Regions from separate parts of the Macaca mulatta genome. Here region 2 is linked to region 1. Evidence: chromatin contacts called from public Hi-C data. All regions are on one chromosome and are shown on one strand. The core of a region is the stretch at or near the end of the contact, and the rest is flanking DNA. Distances in the headings are between cores, read along the strand shown. Region 1 holds the start of TMEM201 (transmembrane protein 201). Region 2 holds the start of SLC25A33 (solute carrier family 25 member 33).

Region 1 (3,726 bases), core at 779-3,278:
AATTTATGACCTCCAGGTGAAACCCAGTGCTCTGTGAGGGCATCTGAAAGCATCCTGGGAAAGGCTGGCCCTTCTCGGCCCAATCAACAGCAAGGGTCCCAATGCCACACCATGACCCACTGGTGTTGTCAGGGGCGTGAAAGGACTTCCAGGCACCCTCCTAGTTCCCCTGGCACCAGCTAGCCCAATACCTCTTCAAGGCCCCAGACTCTTGTTTCAGGAGATGGAGCGCTGTGGCCAGCAGGGCAGGAAGGGGAGACAGGACCCCTGAGGACAGCCGCAGTGTGCGGCACAGTGAGCCACCCAGTCCAAGCCCAGCCTCCATAATTACAACAGAGGTGCTGTGTGGCTGGGAGACTATCCCCTTGCCCAGGCTCTGATCCTTGGGGCAACACCCCTCATCCTGGCTTAGCTGAGAGGCAGCCTCGTCCAGGAAGAACACCGGGTGCTGGACCAGCTCAGCTGGCAACATGCTCTGGGAATCTAAGCAAATCACCTGAGGTCTCTGGACCTCAGTCCCCTGGGTATAAAACCACCGGCTTGGACAAGCTGGTCCTGCAGATGCCCGGCTTCCAGAATCCAGCAGAAACTGACACGGAGAGACTTGGTTGTCAGGGACCCCTGGGCTGGGGTCACTCAGTCCCCAGCTACCCTCCTTAGTCACATCTGGCTGATCCTCCAGACACAGCTGATGTCCCTCCCATCCCTTCCTCCTCTGGGAAGCCTCTGCGACTCAACCGCCTGTACTTCTTTTTCCCTGTCTTCCCCCTGTCTTCCCCCTGGAGGAGAGAAGCAGCACCGGTATGGGTTAAGGAAGAACACACAGACCAGCCAGACGGTCAGGGTTCAAACCCCAGCTCTGCCGCTGAGTGGGCAAGTCCCTTCTCCCCTTTTACTTAAGGGTGTGAGCTCCCTGCATCCCTTGCTGAATGCTGCAAACCCATCCACTCTTTCTAGGATGTTCTCACAACCCCAATTTCCCCCCTGCTCTCTGGAAAGGTGGATCAGGTGGAGAAACAGTAAGCTACCTGCGAGGCTCTGCTGAAGCAAGAGGCCACTAAGCTTTTATGCCTGGCGATGGAGGCCGATGAAAGAGGCCGGATCTGAACACGGGAGCCCACATGGCCCGTGAGTGGGGCAGGGATGAGGGTGGCCCGGCCCGTCATGAACTGTTTTGAGGCATCTCAGGCCTTGCCCACCTCTGGGAGGCAGCCCATTCTAGGGATCTGCCCTACAGGCTCCATGGGCTCAAACCATGATTCCTCTCGTTAACAGCAATTTACTCAGCCTCCCTGTCCCTCAGCTGCTCTAGTGGAAGCAGGGGCTGTGGCTCTGAAACGCGCGGATGTGAGGCGTGTAGAAAAACACCTGGGACGTCACATGCCGAGTGGCAAGCGCCAGCCGCGATCGCCAGCATCGCTGTACACCGGGGCCCAGCACCGGGCTGAGGGCAGGGGCGGCCCGCGCGCACCGGCTCCAGCCCCGCGCGGCTCCCGGAGGAAGTTTGTGGGCCCCGCGCCGCGCTCCCGCCCGCACCCCACGTTCCCGGAGTCCCCGCCGCCCCCCTGACTCCGCAGCCGCTTCCCGACTGCAGTCCCAACCCGGTTTCGGGGGGCGGCGGCGCGCGCTGGGGGGTCTCCACACGCCCGCGGGCAGGCCAGGTCCGGGCCAAGGAGGGCAGCGGGCCAAGGCGGCGCGGAGGCGGGCAGCGGGCCGGGGCGGCGCGGGGGCGGGCCCGGCGGGCGGCGCCGAGGGCCGCGTGGGGCCAAGCCGTGCACTCACCTCCGTGCGATCCGGTAGAGCAGCACGCCGGCCGCGGCGCACGCCGTGACCCCCAGGCCGCCGGCCAGGCCGGCCGTGGGGCAGCGGGCGAGCAGCGCGCTCACTCCCTCCATGGCTCTCCGCGTGGAGGGACGGCAGGCCGGCAGGCTGGCAGGCGGGCAGGAGGCGGCAACGCCGGGGCCGCGGGCCGCAGGCGGAACGCGGGGAGGCGGCGCGCGCCACCTCGCGCCGTGACCTTCGCCGCTTTGTAGCGGGCGCGGGCCCGCCCCCTGACTCGGCGCGCTCCCGTCGCGCAGCCAATCGGGACGCGGGGCGAGCCCGGGTGGGCGGGGCGGCGGCGGAAGCGACAGCGCCGGCCCGGGAGCGCCCCCACGCGGCGGGAGGTGGAAGGCGGTGCGGGGAGGGCGGGGCACGGAGCCCGGTGGGAAAGCCCCGCCCTCTGCCTCCCGCGCCCGCCGCCAGGCGGGGAGGTCTGGCTGCAGACAGTACACCGAGCTTCTGCGAAGGGGAGCATCTCCAGAGTACGCAACTGCTTGTAATTAGTCTTTTTCCCCCTCCCTAATCCTGTCTAGTCAAACCCAGCCTCTGCGCCCAGTGCTGTTTAGCAGCTCCTTAAGCCGCTCCGATGGTTGAAAAACTAGTTTTTTAGAAACACGATCATCCACGGATAGGGACATGGTTAAATAAATCATAGGACAGCCATAGTTCGCAACATAACGCAACCATTAGAAAGAATGCCAGATCCAGGCAGGGCGCGGTGGCCGCACTCCCAGCACTTCCCGAGGCCGAGGCGGGCGGATCACAAGGTGATCGAGACCATCCTAACACGGTGAAACCCCATCTCTACTAAAAATACTAACTCCGTCTCTACTAAAAAATTAGCCAGGCGTGGTGGCGGGCGCCTGTAGTCCCAGCTACTCGGGAGGCTGAGGCAGGAGAATGGCGGGAACCCGAGAGGCGGAGCTTTCAGTGAGCCGAGATGGCGCCACTGCACTCCACTCCAGCCTGGGCTACAAAGCCAGACTCCTTCTCAAAAAAGAAAAAGAAAGAAGAAAGAAAGAAAAGGAAGAAAGGAAGAAAGGAAGAAAGGAAGAAAGGAAGAAAGGAAGAAAGAAAGAAAGAAAGAAAGAAAGAAAGAAAGAAAGAAAGAAAGAAAGAAAGAAAGAGAAAGAAAGAAAGAAAGAAAGAAAAAAGAAAAGAAAAGAAAAGAAAAGAAAAGAAAAGAAAGAAGCAAGCAAGCAAGCCAGCCAGATCTGGAGTTATTGGCATAGATGGATGATACATTGTTTCTAAGAAGCAACAAGCAGGCGGGGCGCGGTGGTTTACACCTGTAATTCCAGCACTTTGGGAGGCCAAGGCGGGCAGATCACCTGAGGTCAAAAGTTCAAGACCAGGTTGGGCAACATGGTGAAAGCCAGTCTCTAATGAAAATACAAAAATTAGCCGGCCGTGGTGGTGCACGCCTGTAATCCCAGCTACTCAGGAAGCTGAGGCACAAGCATTGCTTGAACCCGGGAGGCGGATATTGCAATGAGTCAAGATTCAGCCTGGGTGACAGAGGGAGACTCCTTCTCGAAAAAACAAAAACGACAACAAAAAAGCAACATGCAGGCCGTGCACATGGCGGCTCATGCCTGTAATCCCAGCATTTTGGGAGGCCGAGGGGCGGATCACAAGGTCAGGAGTTCGAGACCATCCTGACCAACATGGTGAAACCTGGTCTCCACTAAAAATACAAAAATTAGCTGGGTGTGGTGGTGCGCGCCTATAGTCGCAGCTACACGGGAGGCTAAGGCAGGAGAATCGCTTGAACCCAGGAGGTGGAGGTTGCAGCGAGCTGAGGTTATGCCACTGTACTCCAGCCTGGCAACAGAGAGACTCCATCTCAAAAAAAAAAAAAAAAGAAAAAAAATTAAAAAGAAAAAAGCAACATGCAGATTGATT
Region 2 (3,726 bases), core at 308-2,807, 51 kb after region 1:
GAGCGAAACTCCATCTCAAAACAACAACAACAACAGCAACAAAAAAAGACACAAAGGAAGTCTCAATGGAGTCATGGAGGGAAGGGTTGCAAGGGAATGACAGGGAAGAGATGAATGAGAAACTCTTCCTATCTATGAAGACCCACCAAAGTTTTTGGTTAAAGTAACCTGGTGACTGCCCACAATACAAGCACAAAAAAGGTCAGGGACGCTTTCATCAATCATCTTCGAAGGTAAGTTTCTCAACCATTGTTGTAAGGAACATATCCAGGTAGGAATCCAGGCTGCAACTAAACTACTCAAGCCAAGATGATCATCCAGGTTAAACTATTTTATGCAAAATATCCTACACTCAAAAATTGCTGTGCCAGGCCCATGAGGTCCTCAAATTAAGACCCCAAACATCTGGAAGACTCCGAAAGGACCCCAAGCCACCGGCTGTGATAAAGGAAAAAAGAAAATTACTAATACTCAAAAATATTTTACCTCCTCGCAGGGGGGAGGAGGAGGAAGGGGGGAGGTGGTGAGGGGCAGGGAGGTAAAAATCATCTCCCTTCCTAACCGCAGAACTCAACCTCCTAAAAATGCATTGTCTCCGCTGGAAAAAAGGTGCCTGATCATAGACCTAATGCAGCTTTCAAAACAACGAACACCTTACAATTCTGCGGTCTCCGGCGTTGGAAGCGTCCACCAGCCGGCGAGAAGTGTCTCAACACACCTTCCAGACCTCATATTAGTCCGGGTCCCAGGCTTAGCCATCCCGCGTGTGGCCGCCAGCATCACCGTTCCCCAGCACCATCCAGGCCTTGCTGGCGTCCAACGTCCGCAGACCGTTTTGCCCGTCCGGATGACCTCCCGCACTGCCCTGAAGAACCTCGGGCACACCCGAGCATCAGCGATCCTGCCCCGGGCTCTGAGGCGCTGCGCTTCGGGAAAGGCCCCGGGAGAAGGGGGCGGGGGAGGGGGACCGCGCCACAGCGTCCAGGCAGGACCGCCGCCGAGCAACACTCACCGACCACTGACTGTTCAGAATGGGAAAAAGCTGGGGACGCCGCGGGGAGGACGGGCGGCGGGGCACAGCCGCCCTGGGGGCTGCGGTCAGGATAGGGGGTGAGGAAGGCCCGACCCCCTCCCTTGGCCCTGCCCACCAGCCCCCGACGCCGGGACTTCCTCCTCCCGGGCGCCGGCGCCGTAGCCCGGGGAGGGCCGGTAACCGCCGCGGGAGGCTGGGACCGCGCCCGGGACGAAGGCCGAGGGGACCGCAGGCGGCGGGGCGCGCGGCTGGGCCCGGAAACTCACCCGCCGGCGAAGAGGTGAAGCAGCGTGTTCTCCTTCTGCTGGCCGCCCGTCGCCATGGCCGCTCCGGCTCCGCGGCCCGTCGCCGCCCGGTGGCGAGAGCGCGTGGCGGCTCGAGGGATGCGCGAGGTCGCCGGGTCGTGTCTCCCCGCTGCCCTCAGGGGCCTGCCGGCAACGCCTCCATGCGCGCGCGGGCCTCAACGCCCGGCTCTGCTCGGCCCGCGCCCTCCGCGGCGTGGCCGCCGGCGCCTCACCGGCCTCTGAGGCGCGAGCCCGGCGGGGAGCGAGAGCCCGGCGCGCGGCCGTCACGTGGCGGGGGCCGGGCCGTGACGACACGCGGCGCGCGAGTCTGGGGCGGGGCGTGACGGGGGTGTGGGCCCAAATCTCGAGCGCCCATTGGTTAGGAAGCAGATGTGGGCGGGGAGTTTGCGCAGTTCTGGGGCGGAGCCAGCCCCGAGCGGATGACTGGGGAGAGGGGCTGGCCTAGGCCGGAGCGTGGAGGCAGTGGAAACTAGCTGTGACTGCCTGGTCCTCGGTCCTCAGAGAAACCTCGCGAGGCCCTAGGCCTTGCCTTATTTTAAAAGTTTACTTTGTGATATTTACGTGTGCAAAAGGTGTACAAATTACGTGTTACATCTCACGCCTCTGTACTCACTACCCCGTTTAGGGGAAAAAAACCCAGAATCTAAAAAACCGTAACCTAAACAGCCTCAAATAATCAGTGAGGCCCTGCTCTGTGGCTCACGCCTGCAATCCCAACACTTTGGGAGGCCAAGGCGGGCGGGCGGATCGCCCGAGGCCAGGAGTTACAGACCAACCTGGCCAAGATAGCGAAACCGTGTCTCTACTAAAAATACAAAAGTTAGCTGGACGAGGCGAGGCGGCGCACCCCTGTCATCTCAGCTACTTGGGTAGCTGAGGCTGGATAATCGTTTGAGCCCGGGAAGCGGAGGCTGCGGTGAGCCCAGATCGTGCCACTGAACTCCAGCCTGGACGACAGAGCGTGATTCTGTCTCAAATAATTAATAATCATTATCATTATGTGTATTTTTCATCTCCTTATAAGTAGTATTATATGCTGCGCATATTTTGCAGTAGGCTTTTTGCTTCTTTTCTGATCATCTCCAGCCCAGACCTAGATATCCAAACAGCTTCTCTCAGGCTATGTCCCTGGGTCATTGTCATACTCAGCCTGACATCGTCTAATCTCCAGGTCTCCCCAAGATGGAGTCTTCCCTGGCCGCCTTTGCAGAGCAGTCTGTCACATGACTATAGAACCAGGCTTCTGCAGTTTGTTGATTTATTTAAGTTGTCCTTCCCATACAGGAATGTAAGCTTCAGGAGAGCAGGGATCTTCTTTGTTCACGGTTGTTCCTGACATGGTACCTGCCACCTAGTAATGCCCAAGGAGCTAATGAATAAAGCTCCCAAACTGAACTTATCATTCTTCCCCTCCCCCAAACCTGCTCTGCCTCTCCTATTTCCTGTCCTGGCAGTGACACCACTGACTGTACAGGCACCAGTGCCAGAAGCTTTCCTGTTACCTTGGACTATGTCTGTTTCTCTCTCAACAGCCCACCATTCACCTGTAGAGCGCACCAACCCTTTCTCTTCCGTCTCTCAGAGCTCCAGAAAGCTGTACCTTGACCAGAACTAGCAGTTAGAAGTCCTGCGTGTAAACAGAGAGAGTTTAAGTAGGAGGGAATTGTGTGGAAACAGGCGAGCTAGCAATCCAATCTGTATTTGATTGCTGGGACTCTTTAAATAAAAACAGCTCTTAGGCGCAGTCCTCCAAAATGCAAATACAGTGATTACCATTAAACCAATTGCTCCCAGGCCTAGGAGAAGGGGAAACCATACCAGGACATGAGATATCTGACAAAAAGAAGTAAAGAAAACCCGGCACAGCGGTTCATGCCTGTCATCCCAGCACTTTGGGAGGCTGAGAAGAGCGGATCACTTGAGTCCAGTAGCTCAAGACCAGCCCAGGTAACGGGGCAAAACCCTGTCTCTATAAAAGAAAAAAAAAAAGTAAAAATAAATAATTTTTTATTTTTATTTTTTAAATTTTTATTTATTTATTTATTTATTTATTTATTTATTTATTTTGAGATGGAGTCTTGCTCTGTCATCCAGGCTGGAATGCAGTGGTGTGATCTCGGCTCACCACAACCTCTGCCTCCTGGATTCAAGCGATTCTCCTGCCTCAACCTCCTGAGTAGCTGGGATTACAGGCACATGCCACCCGGCTAATTTTTGTATTTTTAGCAGAGACAGCATTTCACCATGTTGGCCAGGCTGGTCTCAAACTCCTGACCTTGTGATCCGCCTGCTTCAGCCTCCCAAAGTGCTGGCATTACTGGTGTGAGCCACCGCACCTGGCCCGTTTTGTTTGTTTGTTTGTTGGTTGGTTTTTTCGAGATGGAGTTT

The links. A called contact is a pair of places that touch in the nucleus more often than the background predicts.
Region 2: a Hi-C map of cortical neurons shows a contact between it and region 1, with 2.2 times the contacts expected there. The contact joins the promoter of SLC25A33 here to the promoter of TMEM201 in region 1. A contact is called at or near these places in 2 of 14 Hi-C or Micro-C datasets (blood and cortical neurons).

What each region holds. Positions count from the first base shown.
Region 1 is chr1:231,177,355-231,181,080 of T2T-MMU8v2.0, forward strand. It overlaps TMEM201 (transmembrane protein 201), which reads right to left and starts at 2,029. Exons shown (of 11, transcript XM_077975080.1): 1 at 1,783-2,029. The coding sequence starts at 1,895.
Region 2 is chr1:231,229,291-231,233,016 of T2T-MMU8v2.0, forward strand. SLC25A33 (solute carrier family 25 member 33) reads right to left here and starts at 1,558. Exons shown (of 7, transcript XM_015147599.2): 1 at 1,300-1,558. The coding sequence starts at 1,355.